Regions from separate parts of the Lactuca sativa genome. Here region 1 is linked to region 2. A link is a contact called in public Hi-C data. All regions are on one chromosome and are shown on one strand. Each heading gives the region's core, a stretch centred on a gene start, on an enhancer-like site or on the middle of the called end of the contact. The rest is flanking DNA. Distances are from core to core; before and after follow the strand shown. Region 1 holds the start of LOC111914477 (protein THYLAKOID FORMATION1, chloroplastic). Region 2 holds the start of LOC111914412 (transcription factor MYB102).

Evidence for each region. A called contact is a pair of places that touch in the nucleus more often than the background predicts.
Region 1: a contact with region 2 is called in a Hi-C map of leaf, with 3 times the contacts expected there. The contact joins the promoter of LOC111914477 here to the promoter of LOC111914412 in region 2. A contact is called at or near these places in 2 of 4 Hi-C or Micro-C datasets (leaf and seed).

What each region holds. Positions count from the first base shown.
Region 1 is chr3:54,674,418-54,677,441 of Lsat_Salinas_v11, forward strand. LOC111914477 (protein THYLAKOID FORMATION1, chloroplastic) reads right to left here and starts at 1,288. Exons shown (of 5, transcript XM_023910216.3): 1 at 894-1,288; 2 at 380-647; 3 at 49-265. The coding sequence starts at 1,104.
Region 2 is chr3:54,537,122-54,540,096 of Lsat_Salinas_v11, forward strand. LOC111914412 (transcription factor MYB102) reads right to left here and starts at 1,641. Exons shown (of 3, transcript XM_023910157.2): 1 at 1,330-1,641; 2 at 1,118-1,247; 3 at 66-865. The coding sequence starts at 1,459. The coding sequence ends at 127.

The DNA of each region.
Region 1 (3,024 bases), core at 38-2,537, 140 kb after region 2:
ACCCTTTACCTATTACCTCGTTGTTTACTATCAAATTTTTATTATTACCTTTTCTAAAACAGTGGGGTCTGTTGCATTTGCTAATTCAAGAAGGCGAAATAAACCAACAGCAAAGAATCGACTGTAGCTGAAACTTCCATTACCCCCTGCTCTTTCTGCAATATCCTTCAACAAGTCCTCAATTTCTCCTGATTTTGATGAAAAATCAACCAATGAACTGGAGTTTTGGGCACGGGCCCACGTTTCCAATCTCTCTGCATCAGCCCTAATGGTAGAGAAAGAATTGTTCATATGAATGTTACGCTTTTATGTCAGATGAACATTGAATCAACACAAGAGAAAAAAGAAATAAAAGCTCGGTGGGAATTCAGTGACAAGCCTGTATTGTTGTGGGTCTTCGTTTAGGGCATTGATGTAGGATTGGAAGATGGCCTCCCGATCTTCGTCACTTGGGTATCCTTCCATGAGTTGATCGTAAACAGTAACAAAGCCTAAAGCGAATACTGGATCATATCTATAGGTCTTTTTGTATCGCATTAGATGTTGTTGTACAATTAGTTCTTGTAGCACACTGTTGTAGATGCTTGGAATTGGGCGTTTGTAAGCTTTGAGGAATTTTAATTTTGTCTCGGAAACTGGTGGTGCTTCTGAAGGGAAAACGAAAACCTATTGTCAGATTAATAGAGCTTATTTGTCAATCTTTTCTACAAATTGAAGGAAGTTTGTATCAATTTTCAGGTGAAATGTTACTCCATTATTAGAATATCAATGCATCAGTAACTCATCGACCAAACAACTAATTGCTAATATGTTAAATCAGATTATCTTCAATTTAAATATCCTACATTGCTAAGGCATAGAAAATTTGATAAATCATAAGCATTAGAACTTGCCTGATCCTGTAGACATGCAGTGAACTGCAAAGCGAGAACTCGATTTCGAAGGACGAACGCTTATGGAACGAAATGAGAAGGTTGTACGAACCCTAATCGAATCGAAATTTGAAAGAGAGGAGCGAGATGGAGATGGAGATGGGAGACAGATTTTTCTTTCGGATGATGATTGAGTGACTCCGTGGAAAGAAATTGAAGCAATAGCCGCCATTATTAAGAAAAATGCAGGATGGGATTACGAAATTTGAATGATGCCCAGATGAAATTAGGTCATAAATTGAAAAGGGAATCCATTCAAAACTAGAATTAGCAGAGAGAGAGTGGAGAGAAGTTGAAATTGGGGGAAATTGGAAAGGGCAAAGGGCTCAAGTGAGGTCGAAAATGTAAGGCTTATCTGTTATCTTCAGCAGGATGAGTTGTGAGTAATCTGACTTGTAGCCAGTAGCGATTAAACACGTTAGATTGGTTTGATGGTGACGTCACCTGTTTCTTGTTCTCACAAAAAGTCAAATTATTGACGAATCGACATACATTGGTACAATAGCGCCAATGACTCTCTTTTTACCGTGTACTCTATGCTTACTTCTTGGGTCAAGCAACACAACAAAATGCAAGTTTGTTTTCACTCCAAAGAATGGATAAACCAAACATCAAACTTAGATTTTATTTTTTTTCTTAACAAAACACAAAAATAAATATATCGTCGTAATTCCAATATTATAAAGCTAGAGAGAGTGGTAGCAGGTGCTAAAGTATTGTTACATTATATTTTTTATGGACACGTAAGTATAGTTTGATGATATGGAATATTGATGTGTTTAAAAAGTAAACATTTTTTTTAAATCAAATAAATGTTTATTTAAATATTTAATTAACATAAACTTTAGTAAGATACAAGTTTTAAGCTGAAGTTACAGCTATTTAAAGCTGAAACAATGAAATAGTCAAGTGGAGACCACCTGTGTTTCTTTCCATCTTCTCTTTTATCTCGTCAAGCATATGGTAAGGCAATCTTGATGACAAGCTTAGAGATTCATGGGGGACGATGTAGCAATTGCTTAGCGGGGGTGGTGGCTAGGCCTGGTGCCTCCCACTCCCTCAAGTCTAAAAGACCTAAATAATAATTAATAAAATTAAATAACCATTATCTTCACAACGACCTCTACAAAAATACGAAACAACATTGCTTTTGGCTATTTTTGTAGGGTTTTTAGTATTTTCCAGTGTTTTCTCGTGTCTTCTTGAGAAAACATCATCGTTTTTTATGAAAATATGGTGTTTTCTAAGCCTTTCTAAATAACATCATATTTTCCTACGAAAACATGATATTTTCTCTTTTCGTTTAACAACGGCTCTATCTATTTTTCTCGTATCCTAAGTAATCCAGTAAAAATGTCTATTCTTATAGAGCATGAGAGGCATATATAATTTGAGTCATATGTTATGATACGTCATGACTGTGTCCAATGAGATTCCCTTTAATACCAATCTACAGTCATTAGTTAATGCTTAAAAATACATCCAAAAACCACCACAATATTCTAGTTATGTGATTACCCATTAACTTCATAGAAATCGATCTACAAGTTCATGTTGGGTCATATTGGATCACTCGCTTACTCCATTAGCTTATTTTCTTTAACAATTGGATGATGTCATTTTTGGAAAGAAAAAAAAATGAAAGTTGGTTGCACATGAGAGACGATTCGTTCACCATATGACCGGTTGTTAAATAAACATGTTTGCATGATCATTTGTCATGTATCTAACTTCCTCAATGGAGGTTGTCGAGGGCAACAAAAAATAACTCAGATAATCTAACACATAAACTGTGTATAGTACTAATAACACATCAAATCCAAAGTGAATGAATCAATTTTTATCTATGCAATCCATTCATAAAAATTGACTTTAAAAAAAGAAAATGGTTTATTTGGTTAAGTTCTAAACTATTCATAAAAAGTAATTTGTAAAATAAGTAAAATTCAACATGAAATAAATCAATAATGGAGATATAATCAATATTGGAATACTATCACGAGACCAACTAGTTAACTTATCATCATGGTTTATGGTTCAATATTTATAATTCATTCCAACATAGTTATATTAATTGAATTCAAAATCTTAA
Region 2 (2,975 bases), core at 391-2,890:
CTTCTCGTCGATTATTTGATTCCCACTTCTATACACAGACAAGTACATGTTTCCAGCAAAGAACGTTACAAACAACCAAATGGTTCCTTTAACCAATCTATTTATTTAATTTACATTATATCATACCTATATTAAATCATTAAACTCGAAACTCTCTGGAATATCCAAGTTGAACATGTTACTACTATAACTTTCTCTCTCATCGTCATTGCTGCTATTATTGATTATTGTTGATGACGAAACTAATGGTGTAGGGCTCGGTATGGATGATGACAAAATCGAGTCATAGTTGACATGTTGGGTTGTAGGCAAATCATTTTCCCCATATGATGGTTGAAAATTTAAGCTTTCAGATGCTTGTTTGTTGTAATTTGGAATATCAAAACAATCGTCCGACAAGCATGTACGCATCATAACATCTTGTATGGTATCACATTTAAGGTTAACCAAGTTCTCTGGAAAATCTTGCATATCATTTGCTTGCATGAGGTGTCTTGGATTCAAAATCCGATTGCTTGTGACACTTAAAGGTCGATTTTGCTGATTAAGAGTCGGGTTCATAGGATTTAAGAGGTGATTGAAAAACAACTCATGGTTTTCTTTATTTGATGAACATGAGGATGATCCCAAGAATGTGGCAAGCGTTAGGACTTGAGGATTTACAAGAGTTTGAAGGTTAAGTAGGTTTGAGAGATTAAACCAAGCTGAATTCAGTATGGATGAAAGTTCCAAGAAGTCAATGCGAGGATTATGAGTCACTGGATCAATTCCATTCTTGAGTAGCCTTTTCCGTATGTGGGTGTTCCAGTAGTTCTTGATTTCATTGTCCGTTCTTCCAGGTAAACGAGCAGCTATTGATGACCACCTATATATAAGTATAGTATAGCTTAGACCTTTGAAAAGTTGAGAAAAAAAATGGTGGAATGATGTATAAAATAATCTAAAATATAAATGGTATAAAACATTCCTTTTATATAATATCTAAGCAGCGAAAATGAAGCAGTATAATGGTATTTCGATTGTATCTCTGTTCAGAATATCTAACTAGCGAAAATTCATATGGTCTTAAAACTTTAATGCGCATTAATTTTTGAGTAGTGAACTTAAATCAACTCACTTATTCCCAAGAATGCTATGTAGTTGGATGATGGTTTCTTCTTCTTCAAATGAAAATCTTCCTCTCTTTATATCAGGCCTCAAGTAGTTTGTCCATCGAAGGCGACAACTTTTTCCACATCTCTGAAGCCCTGTTATAATCAAATATCGACATATTAGAAAAGAAAAAAATTAATGTTCTACTCTTTTGATGCAACCACAAACGATACTTACCAGCGTATTTGGGAAGGCTTCGCCATTTGCCAGGTCCATTTGCTCGAATGTATTGGATGAGTTTGAGATCTTCTTCTTCTGTCCATGGACCTTTTTTAAGCCCATCTTTCTCAAATGGTAGTTTTCTCATTTCTAGCTCTCTTTATCCCAACTGATCCCAAGGCTTTAGTTACTACTATGATCAGAGTGTAAATATTAAACTCGGTTTTTTGGCAAGAACAATTGAGTCATTGAGATTGGTAGGTCCAGAACGGAGGATGACTACTCCCATGTATATATAGAAGAGTTTTGTGGAAACTGTTACGTAGTCAACAAGAATTCGCACCGATCACTCTCTATATCGTATTATCGTTTGGGTAACTAGGTGAAGGTAAATGTATTTGGATAAAAGCGACACATGTTGATTAATCAATGGGATTGACCTTTCTCTTTGTTTGACATCTCAAAAAGTAAAAATAAATGGTGGGTGAGGTTGTTGGGAATTTCTATGAAGTTTCTTCTCTTCTTTACACACACACTTCGTGATATCATTTCTTTTGATGTTTTCCTTCACTTGAAGTCGAAATATCCATGAACTTTCTTTAGTTCATCATTAATTTGCTTTTAATTATATTATGTACTTTTTTTCTTTTTTGAAAACGACATTTATTAAGGAAAGAAGATAACTAGCTGCAATGAAGCACTACATTCGATAAGAATATTACAACGTACGCCATTTAATCCGGCTCAACATACATCCTTTCTTCCTATCATAAGATTGTGTCGTATCGACACGAGTGCGTTATATGTGAAAAGAAAGCCACATAGACTTTTTACCATTTCACAACCAACCCACCAGGTTGTGGAAATGGTATTCGCAGGTGGGTTGGTGGTGATGACTGATGAGGCAAAAGGAAGAGAGAGATTAAGAGAGACGATGTTGCTGCCAATATTCTATTGGTTGTCTTCTTCCGTCTTCACAAAGACGCCACACCCAAACCACCGGGGCTTGGGGTAGTATTCACGCGTTCTTGGCCCATCCACCTTAGTTTTTCACGCGTGAAGAGGTATCCACTCCGGATAGCCTCTAAGTATTAATCCACAAGAAAGTCTCTGATGTCATCTCATTTGTGACATGAAAATTGGAAGATTATTCCTAAATATCCACATGTCCCGTAACATACATATTCGTCAACAATTTCATTGGCCAAGTAATATCAACTGCATCAGGCTTCTCCATAGCGATTCTAAACAAGTGATTAAGAGAGTCCATGCAAATTAAGATAAATATAGGTGGGTACCCAGTTAAATTTGACACAACAAGAACCGATGGTTTCTAAAATATTGGAACCGGAACCGGTTCGATGGGTTTTCAATATTTTCGAATATCAATTGCTTCTCATATAGGGGAACCGCTTTAAAAAAATATTAAAAGAATTAGTTACTCTCCATTTTCGTTCTTCTCCATAAGAGTAATCAATAACTTTGAGAGAAAGAAGATGAAAGAGAAGATGATATTCGAATCTATCTCATTACAATGATCTAACTGAGCTATATACATTAACTCATAAACAACTGTGTCTAACAAACAAAACTAACAAACTTCTGTATGAAATTACAACAATACCCTTCAACTAACTAACCAATTGTCATTTGATAACAAAGTC